Regions from separate parts of the Sus scrofa genome. Here all the other regions are linked to region 3. Evidence: chromatin contacts called from public Hi-C data. All regions are on one chromosome and are shown on one strand. The core of a region is the stretch at or near the end of the contact, and the rest is flanking DNA. Distances in the headings are between cores, read along the strand shown. Region 1 has its middle 53 kb from the start of ARHGAP29. Region 2 overlaps LOC102161678 (a long non-coding RNA gene). Region 3 overlaps ABCA4 (retinal-specific ATP-binding cassette transporter).

Region 1 (3,721 bases), core at 631-3,130, 220 kb after region 3:
AATCTCCTTCTATTTCTTTCTGTCATTCTCTGCTCCAATTTGTGTTCATTTAGATCTATAGCATTTTACACAAACCAAGTTCGGCATCGTCTTTCAAAAGCCTTTCTGTTTTTGTTTGTTTGTTGCTGACAATGTAGTCATAAAATTATTTACCGAAGAGCAATGAGATTGTTATCTGTCCTTGTGGTCAAGAACCTATGATGCTGCTCACCGGAAAAGTAGGGAGGTGAAGACATAGAAGAGTAAAGAAGGCTGGAATGAGTTCCTTGCTGTGATTTCACCTGCTTACTCTTGCAAATCCAACTCATGACAATCAATTTATGAAAATGAAGTATTAAAAAACTTATCAAGTAATAATAAACCATAAACAAAATGCTGCTGAAGCTCCGCTCCCCCACATCCTCAGCTCCAGTTTGGACATAACAGGAGTGTTTTAAATGGTACTAGGCGGAGGCCCTGGCAGGAAGGAAGCATCGGATATTGCTGGAACATATCTTTGTTTGAGCAACAGCTCATGAGAAAGGTCACCGTTATGCTCTGCTTTCAAACGCTCTGTTTGTTTTGAATTTAGTACTGAAGGTTTCATCACAAATGCTGGTTTATAATCATTGAGGCACAAAATCCTGCAGTACTAACCTTTTCACTCCTAAGTAGAGAATAAAATCCAAACCTTGTATGTTCACTACTGTTTTGATCAGAATATGATCTTTTACTAAAGATCAAAAGACTTCCTATTTATGGGCTCGGGGGTCCTACTTATTTACAACATCCCAATAGTGGGTTTAAAGGAAATTTACCCTTATAAAATTTCCCCTTCAGTTTTAGTGTTATTTGTGCCCTAGTCAAACTCATGGTCAGGGTTTGAGATGCAAGGCTTTCTGGACTTTGCTTCCTAACATTGTATCGCATTTGTTTATTGGACCAAGTCAGTGGCTCTGAGATCCTAAGAAATACCTGAACTTTTTCTGTGCAAAATGTTTGCTGACAAATGCAATAAACATCAGATGGCCTCCTTCCTGGAAGGGCTGACATATCAAGAATGGTAAAAGCAGTAGTAGGAGAAATGTCTGCTAAAACTTTGAGGGGGAGAGAGAAAGGAATCTATTAAACCTCTCCGTTTATAGTTTTGTTTTCCCTGTTGGCTGGGCCGCTGTATTCCCATGTCCGCTGCACGTTCCACTGCGGGAGCCTGGAGCTCTCAGAATAAACTTTGGGAAAGGCTGGGCCCACCCTCTGGGGATAAGGGAGCCAGAGGGAGGAAGGGGAGGGGTAAAGGACAAGGGAAGGGGACGTGGCCTTCCTGTGTTTGGATGACCTTCTTATGTTTATCTGGAGGGCCCGGCAGCCCCGCTGCGGGGTGTCATTCTGCCCTGTTTCCCCACGTGATCTCCTTCTCAGTGCTCTGCGGATAAAGGAGCTTCACTCCTGCTCCAAGGAGGAGATTCACGTCTCTGTGGAGAAATGAAAGTGTACATGTCTGCTGGGGGTGAGTGCCGCGAGAAGGAAGGCTTAGCACCACGCCCAGAAGCCTGGGTCCAACGGCTCCCTGGAGGAAAGAACTGGGTGTCTCTGGGAGACGTTTGAGGAAGAGCCCCCCCCCCCCCAGGCTTCTGCCTTCCTGCTGAGAACCAGACCAGAGCAGAGCGTGTCTTCCTTCTCATGAACCCGCATCATTTAGAATAATGCCCCCCACCAGAGGGCATCCCATAAATATTTCCTGAAAGAGTGAAGCACTGAATGAATGAATGAGCAGAGTCGCTGAAAGGGAACTGGACAGCAGGCAACGGGGAGGGAGGGGGAGCCCTGCAATGGCTAATGTACGTTCCAGGGCCTCTCTATGGCCTGGGTAGCTCCACTTCAAAGACCGTTTCAAGCCTTCCTGCCACACATTCCTGGTGGGTGAATCACTTGTTTCCTCTGGTAGGTGAGACTAACTGCTCCAGGCCCCACCTCTCCTTTTCATTTCAGGGTTGACCTCTCTCCCCCAGCCAGGCCTTAGCCTAAACGTTATTTCCCGAGAGAAGCTGTTCCCTGCTGTCCTCGCTCTGCTCCATCGAAATTGATGCTCCCAACATACCTCTTAGGAAATTCCATTTTCTTTGTAACACAATTTCTAATTATACTCATCTGTGTGGGAATCCACTCGATGCCTCTTTTCTTCACTCGATTATAAAGAGAGGGGACCATGTTTTATCTTTAGCACCTAGCGCAGTACCTGACATATGGTAAGCGCTCAGCAAGTTTGAGTTACATAAATGAATGAGCAGATTAATGAGTGGATTCCTAAGTAGGAATGGAGGATAAAGGTCAGTGTCCAGAAGTCCTATCCCAATCAGACCCTGAGCGCTTCATGAGTTTAAGGTTCTGGAAGGGGATGAAGTATTCAGTAATCATAAATAATGTGCATTTTACCTTTGGAAGCTAACTAGCAATCAAGACTCCTGGGAGTTCTGTAATTTCCTCTTCCATACCCAAAATAGCAACTTCTTTAGTATCCAAACTTCAGAAGGACCCTTTTCCTCGCACCACACACCTTGGCAATGTTCTTGTTAGTTTCTTCCTTCCCATTCCCATGGGGACCATTGGATCCAGCGAATTAGGTTTCTTCCCCTTACAAGTTAGAGAAATTCAATTCTGCTTAGCTAAAAGCAAAACTAGGAATAAATTGGATCATGTGTCTGGGAAGTTGATGGGGCTGGTTGGCTTTGCACATGCTTAAATCCAGGGGTCACATGAATGCTCAGGATGCCACCTCTCTCACCACCTTCTTGCTTAAGCTTAAGATGGACAGGCAGGACCCCTGCCTCACCACCAGGGTGGACTCTGATGGCACCCATCTAACCATCCCTGGATAATCCTTGTTGGGGGAAGAGGGAAGACTCTGATTGGCCCGGCCTGAGTAACATGCTCAACCTGTAGCCCTTGTATGCAGGAGAGTGGGTGCAATCACAGAGAGAGTTCCCCAAGGAAAAGAGGGACTGCATTACCGAGATGAGCCGAAGTGGTGCTAGATCATCAAGAACAATCGGCTCTCTTCCTGGCAGCCACCCTGGGCCAGGCGGAGTGGCAGGGCCTTTCCCTACATGAGGCAGGATGTCAGGGGAAAGGAGGATGAACTATGGAATCAGATCGCTTTTGTCCAAACCCCACCTCTCTCTTTGACCAGCTACGTTATTTTGGACAAGTTAACCTCTTTAGGTCCAAATTTCTTTCTATGAAACAGTGATGTAAGACACTCAGTGGGGGCGTTCCCATGGTGACTCAGCTGGTTAAGAACCCTGCTAGTATCCACGAGGATGTGGGTTTGATCCCTGGCCTAGGTCAGTGGGTTAAGGATCCGGGGTTGCCATGAGCTCAGATCCTACGTTGCTCTGGCTGTGGTGTAGGCCGGCAGCTGTAGCTACGATTAGACTCCTAACTTGGGAACTTCCGTATGCAGCAGGTGCAGCCCTCCCCCCAAAAAATGAAAACAAAACAAAACAAACAAACAAAAAAAACACTCAGTGCAATAGTGTTCATCCTTAAAAGGGAAGAAAATTCTGGCAAATGCTAAAACATGGGTGAGCCTTGAAGATGCTGTGCCAAGTAAAATAAACCAGACACACTTATATGAAACATCTAGAAGAGTCAAATTCACAGAGACAAAAAGTAGAAGGGCCTGGAACCTGGGAATGGGAGTTATTTTTTAATGTATGTGGAGTTTTGCTTTGAGAAGCCAAGA
Region 2 (3,473 bases), core at 721-3,220, 260 kb after region 3:
GCCTACCATTCTCTATGAATGTCTCAATATCTTAAATATTTCAACATTCCACCCCTTTCTCCTATCACTTTTTAACCTTTACTTTTTCTCCAGTGTCAATATTTTGTTCATTCATCCATCGCTCATTTGATGATTATATTCAAGTTGCTGTTAAGTGCCAGGGATACAAAAGCATTAAGTTGGCCTCTAGGAGCCCACTTGCAACCTAGTACTAAGGAGGAGACACATAAATGGCAATGCATTGTGCAGAGCAAGTGATAGGATGCGTGTGTCAGTGAACAGCTCCAGAAGCCTTGAAAAAGAAATAATTCTGCCTCAAAGTTGCCAAGGTTTCATGGAGGAGGCAGCAATTAATCTGGGTATAGAAGGATGAATAGGAGTTTGCCAGACAAAGAGCACCCCAGGCAGAATGGATAAATAACATAGGCAAAGACCAGATCTATGAATGAGTCAGATCAGTTTCCTTTTTTTTTTTATGTAAACATTTGCATGTACTAACCCCAAACCCCGAGTCTATCCCACTCCCTCCCCCCTCCCCCTTGGCAACCGCAAGTCTGTTCTCCATGCCTGTGAGTCTGTTTCTGTTTTGTATAAAGGTTCATTTGAGCCATATTTTAGATTCCACATATAAGTGGTATCACATTTGTCTTTCTCTTTCTGACTTACTTCACTTAGTGTGAGAATCTCTAGTTGCAATGAGTCAGATCAGTTTCTATTTTGTTTTCTAGATACTCTTCCCCAAAGATGGGAGTCTAAGAGTTCCCACTGTGGCTCAGTGGGTTGAGAATCCAACTAGTATCCATAAGGATGCAGATTCCATCCCTGGCCTCACTCAGTGGGTTCAGGATCCAGAGTTGCCACGAGCTGTGGGTGTAGGTCACAGGCCCAGCTCAGACCTGGCGTTGCTATGGCTGTAGCATAGGCCGGCAGCTGCAGCTCCAATTCCCCCCCTAGCCTGGGAACCTCTATATGCTGTGGGCGAGGCCCTAAGAAGACAAACAGAAAGACAAAGACAGGCGTCCTTTGGCTTCCCCGACATGTGACATGTCAAATGGACAGCCACCACGTCCCTGATTCATTCTCTAACTGCACCTGGGCTCTTGCTCCCGGCTCTGCCCCACTCCTGCCCCCTGCCCCCTGTCCCCTTGTCTGACCTGTCTCCCTTTTTGCTCACATCCAGTTGCCAGAACACGTCACTTCCCCCCCGTCATCTCGGTCCCACCCAGCCCTCATCTCTTGTCCTGCGACCATGACCACTATTCGAGCGCAGCTCACCTCTGTCCTCGAATCTGCCAGAAGCCTCCCGATTGGCTCTTGGCTTGAAGCCTTGCTCTTTTCCAGTCTGTCTAATCCTAAGCTATGATCTAGAGAAACATGGTCTATTTGGGATCACTGGCTCGCACCTCAGCAGCAGGCCTGGAAGGGAAAAGGGGTGCCTGGTATTTGCAGACTTTTGTGGCAGGTGAGCCCGGCAGCGGGAACAGGTGGAGGGGGCATTGACATAGCAACTGACGGTGTGGCAACCACTGCTTAAAAATCAGGCCCTGCCCTTGAGGATGTGGTGGTCTCCCCCTCACCGCCCAACCTCAGTCCTTGCCCGGCCCACCAGGCCCCTCACGTCGGCCCTCAGTCCTTGTCTCTCAGAAATGACCAGTGCTCTTCCACCCAGGCCCTCTGTGCTTGCCTCCTTCTCCCAAATCACACCTCCGATGTCACCTTTCCAGGGAGGTCTCCCCGGCACCCCCTGCGTTCCTCCCCAGAGTTCTCTCCCTACTTATGTATGTGTTTGTTTATTTTCTGTTTCTCCTCTCTGACAAATGGACAAATGGACTCTGTCCATTTTGTTCTTGGCTGTATTCCCAGGGCCTAAAAGAGGGTCTGGTGCACAGTTACCTAATAAACACCAGCTGCACACCTGATAGCAGCGTCCCATTCCCTTTGCTCGCTCCCTAGCGGGATCTGCACGTTCCAGCCAGGGCTGCAAGAGGAAGTTTCCTACTTCTGGGTGCTGGGGTGGAGGACAGGGAGGGTTCGACTGGCTTAGAAGCCCCGTTCTCTTGGCAGCATTCATTGGCTCCGAGGTGGACACCTCCTCGAGTCCAAGTCCAACAGGACAGGCAGTGGGTGGGCCGGGGCGGGCATGGGGTGGGGTGGGGGGAGGTGGCCCAGGTCAGTCTGGTCCAGCCGAAGTCCCTTGGGCTTTGTGCTTAGGGGGTGTGGGAAGCACTCTGTCCTCTGCCGGGGCTTCGCCCACCCTGGTCACTGTGGAACGGCTGCAGGGACTCTGCTAACAGGAGGAACCCTGGCCAGAGGACTAGGTCCAGAGCTGAGCCAAGAGCACAGACCAGCAAAGACGAGCAGACCCAGAGCCCCTGCCACGGTGCAAACCTCTCCTTCTAATCCTGCCGGATCTTCACCATTTCTGGACTCTTTGTATCGTGAACTAGTGAATTCCATTGTTTAAGTTAGCTCAAGGTCAGGTTTTTTTTTAATGTGTGTGTCATTTAAGCATCCTCGGTAATTCACGGTCCCTAAAACAGTATCACACCATGGTGATGTTTTAAGAAGGACATTGACTAATTAGAGTATTTATTACTGAATGAATGAATTCATCCAAAAAATATTTATGGAGTACCGTACAACTCCTTCAGGGAGTGAGCTAAATGGTAAAAGATATAAAACCTACCTCATGAGAGGGAAAATAAGAAACGGGGAGTGTTTAGCCTCAAGACAGAAGACTGAGAAGGGCCATCTGGGGCGTCTTCATGATAGACGTAGGGCAGTGCGTGTGAAGGTGTGGACACATCAAAACGTGGAACTAGATGCGACCTGGTGGAATACAAGATATCTGATTTCTGTTTTAGATGCCAAGCGCCTCATCTAAGATACCAGGAGGAAATACAGTCCCAGAGAACAAAGCAAGGGAAGGCAAAATCTTGCCCTTAGCTTGGCCTTTGACTCTAGACCCCCGTGTTTCCTCTCAAAAGAGGACTGGCCTGGAGGGGCTAGGATCGAGGGAGGTGGAAGGCTTCCTCCGGTTCCTTCCACCTGAAAGCCCAGACCCTTGCTGTGGGGCTTATTGCTTCACTGGGAAGAGGGTAGAGTCCGAGCCAGATGGAGCACCCACCGCAGAAATAGCAACTCATCTCTTTGTCTGTATCTGACCCTCCCCCGTCCCTTTGTTGAGCCTTCAGATGAGATCACAGCCTTGATCAGTAGTGGAACAGCAACCTCCTGCGGGACCTTGAGCCATGGATTTCTGACATTTGAGAAGATAATTTGTTACACAGCAGACAACCAGCATAAATGGGTACATAAAATTCCCGTAAGTAAATGCAGGTTTTATTTCTACCTTTTCCCAATTGTATTGAATATCTTTGTGCATACAGTCTTGAGAATTCCTAAAAGTCATGGTGTGGGATAAATTCTAGGACATGGAATCATTTGCTCCTATTTTGAGTTACAATACTGTC
Region 3 (3,787 bases), core at 661-3,160:
TCACATCTGAGCACCACGCTGACCCGGATCAACAAAACTTACACTCAGCGCGCTTCTGATGAATCTTCCTAAAAAATGATTTTTTTCTTTTTGGGAACAGGCAGAGAAGTGAGCACTGAGGCCGCCCAGGAGGAAGTTCTCAAAGCTCTTGAGTGAAAGTCACGTTGCTGAAAGGAGGCGCTCCGTCGAGCCTTAGCCAGTAAGGAACCCGCTTGCCGCCCTGTCCTGGAGAAGCCCTCAGAGCCGGGGTGGAGAGGGGTCCGTGCCCTGCCTGCTCTGAGGAGTTCTCAGGCTGGGAGCTGGGGGGACTCTGAGGCTCCCCCAGAGCCCCCAGAACACAAGAACAAAAGCAGAAAGTCCCAGGACTGGTTGCAAAGATGGGATTCTTCCTCACTGCCCGTGCCTCCCGCCCCTCCTCGTTTCACTTCTCTCCCGCTCACTTTCCTCCTCCCTCCACCCAAGGGCAGGAGGACCTGAGACCTCAGCTTGCTCTCCTGCTGGGCTTCTGCGCCATCAGAACCCCTCTTCGGAAGCCCTGGGGCGGGCGTGGCCACTGTGGCCTTTGCTGAGGGCGTTCGGCGGTGCTCAGAGATTGCAACGCCCCAGGGGAGGGTTGGTGGCTGACGTGAGGTCAGCAGATCTGGGTTTGTATGCAGGAATCTGTTTTGTAAAAAGCACTCATCATTCTTGCCTTCAGAGAGTTTGGAACCACTTTGTAAGGACCTGAACTTTGGTAGTGCTGCTGCCACACCCAGCCCCTTCCGAGGGGCCCCAGGGAGCGGGCTGGCCCCTCCACGGCTCTGCAGAGGGAGCTTCACGCACGGGGAAGTTCTGGCAGCACGAAGGACAGCAGGGAGTCTTCCAGAGCACTGCGTGATTGACGGAGCCAGGCTTCTTCTCAGTAGTTAGTTATCCTCAGGGCCAAGGAGGCGGGGTGGGGGCCTGCTCCTGGGGGCCACTGGCTTCCTCCCTGCCCCTATTGGCCACAGCACCTTCCACCTGCTGATGCACTTATATGATGTGACGCCCACCGGCAGGTGTGATAAGCCCGCAGACGAAGATGGTCCCTGGGAGTCTGAGGTTGAGAATTTGAGGATCCCTAGGATGAGCTCCCTGACTCCGAGCTGCAGCCTGCTGGTCAGCCAGAGATGGACACGGAACAGCTAACTTGACTCTAACTGCAACGGAGTCCAAGGAGATGTGACGAGAGGGCTGGGGAAGCACAGAGGAGTGAATGACTAAACCCACGTTGAAGCAGAAGTGGCATTTGGTTTTGGTTTTGTTTTTTTGTCTCTTTAGGACCGCACCTGCAGCATATGCAAGTTCCCAGGCTAGGGGTTGAATCAGAACTGTAGCTGTCGGACGACACCACAGCCACAGCCATAGCCACACGAGATCCCAACCGTGTCTGTGACCTACAACACGGCTCATGGCAACACCGGATCCTTAACCTGATGATGGGGGCCAGGGATCACACTCCCGTCCGCATGAATACTAGTTGGGTTTGTTACTTCCGAACCACAGTGGGAACTCCAGAAGTGACATTTGAGAGCTGAGTCTCAAAGAATAAATGAAAAGACACCGAACAGATGGGGAAGGAGACGGCCTTTCAGACGTCTCCGCCGTGCGTGTCTTTTTTTGGGGAAAAGCCTCCTCCCTTGGCAATAATCCTGCTCAGCCCACGAGATTCAGATGAAGCGAATCCGCTTTCCTTACCGGGTGGTGGTGCACAGTCCCCGAGGGACTGGGGGCAGGTGGAGGCCAGGCCAGTGGGAGACCGCTAGGAATATTGTTTTTGTGCTACGGGAAAGCCATGCCCTCTTTCTGTGGTGTTTTGGTGTCAACAGGATCACTGAAGGCTGTGAGCAGCTGACACACTACGACACGGAGAGGGCCTGGCCAAGTTCAAGGCCAGGCCACTGCAAGCGGAAAGGTTAGTTGGAGGGACACGGTATCCTTGGTCCCTTGAACTTCCAGGTTATGTCAACCAATAAATTCTTTTTTGGTTGTTTAAGCAGAAAGGCTATAATAAATAGGCAAAGAAGCAGCCGTTTGCAAAGGATGAAACCATGAGAAGCCAGGGTGGGCCTGAGGGTGGTGGAAAGGCCAATGGAACAGAGCCGGAGCTGTGTGCAGGGCAGAGGCTGGGAAGGGGCTGGAGCAGGACTGGAAGGGCCTTGTGGACCCCGAGGAGGCGTCGTTAAGGCTGTAAGCGTGAGAGTGACGTCGGCAGTGTAACTCTGGTGTTGGCATAAGCAGTGCGGACTGGACCTGGCGTCCAGGGAGGGGCGGTTAGAACAGGCTGGTGGGGAGCTAACAAGGCCTCTGGGGTTCAGAGAGCCTGGAAGGCAAGAGGAGGAGTTGAGAAATACTTAAAAGATGAGGAGACAAAGCTCAGTGAGTAGATGCGACAGGGGCAGTGGAGGAGCCAGGACGGCAGGCTCTGAGCTCAGGCACACCGGCTCTGCATCCTGTCTGCGCCACTAACGGCTGGGGTCAGGATCTTATTTAGGCTCTTTAAGGCTCAGCTTCCGCATCCGTCAAGTGGGAACGACAGTGCACACTTGACGGAGCTGCTGGATGATCAAAGGGACTGGGGTATGTAGAGGCACCTAGCAGAGCGCTTGGCACAAACTTCCATACTAAGTGAGAGCTGCTGTGTGGAAGGCGACTCAAGGGTGACCCTGAAACCCCTAGCTTGAGAATCTGGAAGAACACAGAGGACCAGGATAGGTTTTATGGGGAGGGAGAACACAGATTTGGTTTGGGACCCGCTGAGTCTGATGAGCCTGCAGACCCTGGGGTGGAGCGTCCAGCAGGCAGGGGGACCCCGGAACTTGAGCTCTGGTGGACACTGCAGGTGACGGCAGGCAGGAGACACCTGAGGACAGCATGGACACTTTGTGGGCTACAGGGAGGAGGAGCAGCCAGGGAGGAGGCAGGAGAGGGGACGAGGGACCTCTTTCCATTGTGGACAAGCTGTTTGTGTGAATAGGACCCCGCTCTGTCTGGGGGCTGTTGGGATTCTTCTCTCTTCAGTGGGGAAATGAGAGCTGAAGCCCAAGACCACCTGACTTGCTAAGGGGTCTCTGGCTCCACCTACAGGGCTGGCCTGGGGCGGGGGGCAGCGTGGCCCTCCAGGTACCTGCGGCCCTTACCTCCAGGTACTGATTAGCCAGGCGCAGGGTGCGATCGGTGACGTTAAATACATCCCTCCAGTCGAAGCTGGCCACGTCGTCGGCCCGGCCCTCTCGAGGGCCCCTGTAGAGGAAGCTCAGAATGGCTTCAGCAGTAACACCGCCCTCGCCAAATTGCCTGTTGAAAGCGGCTTTTACCGTCGGGTTCTCCAGGGAGTCCTTGGAAAGAAGAATACAGTTCACAGCATTTAGAATGCCACGGGATCTTTAGTCAATTTTTAGGCCATTTCCAATCTTTAATGAACAGGACAGACTCTGTCTAGTGGGTTTGCTTCCATCATCATGAGGCCTATCCCATTTCTCCCCAGCATGCAGTTCCCTTTAACAGAGGGAAGATGTTTACGTGGGCGTCAGGGAGAGAGACAGGAGACGCTATCATAGGATGCTTTCTTTCTCTTAAGGATCTTTTGGGTTCCCTTTTAATTGTCCCGCCATGTAGGACACTCATCTGGTTTTGCAAAGGAAAATGAGACCGGGGGGACACACTCAACCATCTTCCCAAGATGGCTTTCTTGGGAAGAAGCCCCTTTGAATCCGAGGCCCTTGGGGGACTTCCGAACAGTAAGAAACCTCAAAGGTCACTGGTCTTC

Evidence for each region. A called contact is a pair of places that touch in the nucleus more often than the background predicts.
Region 1: a Hi-C map of liver shows a contact between it and region 3, with 2.6 times the contacts expected there. The contact joins two enhancer-like sites. A contact is called at or near these places in 1 of 47 Hi-C or Micro-C datasets (liver) and 2 of 2 datasets of contacts at active chromatin or transcription factors (alveolar macrophages and skeletal muscle).
Region 2: a contact with region 3 is called in a Hi-C map of liver, with 2.0 times the contacts expected there. The contact joins two enhancer-like sites. A contact is called at or near these places in 2 of 47 Hi-C or Micro-C datasets (liver and subcutaneous adipose tissue) and 2 of 2 datasets of contacts at active chromatin or transcription factors (alveolar macrophages and skeletal muscle).

Annotation. Positions count from the first base shown.
Region 1 is chr4:123,027,385-123,031,105 of Sscrofa11.1, reverse strand. No RefSeq gene overlaps it. Among named protein-coding and RNA genes, the nearest start is that of ARHGAP29, 53 kb to the left of the region's middle. Within about 2 kb of position 1,880, at least 44 of the 83 cell types and tissues checked have an H3K27ac peak or open chromatin away from gene starts, as enhancers often do. A contact at or near this core is called in liver, where this site is marked.
Region 2 is chr4:122,990,613-122,994,085 of Sscrofa11.1, reverse strand. LOC102161678 (a long non-coding RNA gene) reads left to right here. Exons shown (of 7, transcript XR_002343596.1): 2 at 3,188-3,325. Among named protein-coding and RNA genes, the nearest start is that of ABCD3, 63 kb to the right of the region's middle. Within about 2 kb of position 1,970, at least 4 of the 83 cell types and tissues checked have an H3K27ac peak or open chromatin away from gene starts, as enhancers often do. A contact at or near this core is called in liver, where this site is marked.
Region 3 is chr4:123,245,509-123,249,295 of Sscrofa11.1, reverse strand. It overlaps ABCA4 (retinal-specific ATP-binding cassette transporter), which reads right to left. Exons shown (of 51, transcript XM_021090184.1): 11 at 3,159-3,356. Among named protein-coding and RNA genes, the nearest start is that of ABCA4, 45 kb to the right of the region's middle. Within about 2 kb of position 1,910, at least 11 of the 83 cell types and tissues checked have an H3K27ac peak or open chromatin away from gene starts, as enhancers often do. A contact at or near this core is called in liver, where this site is marked.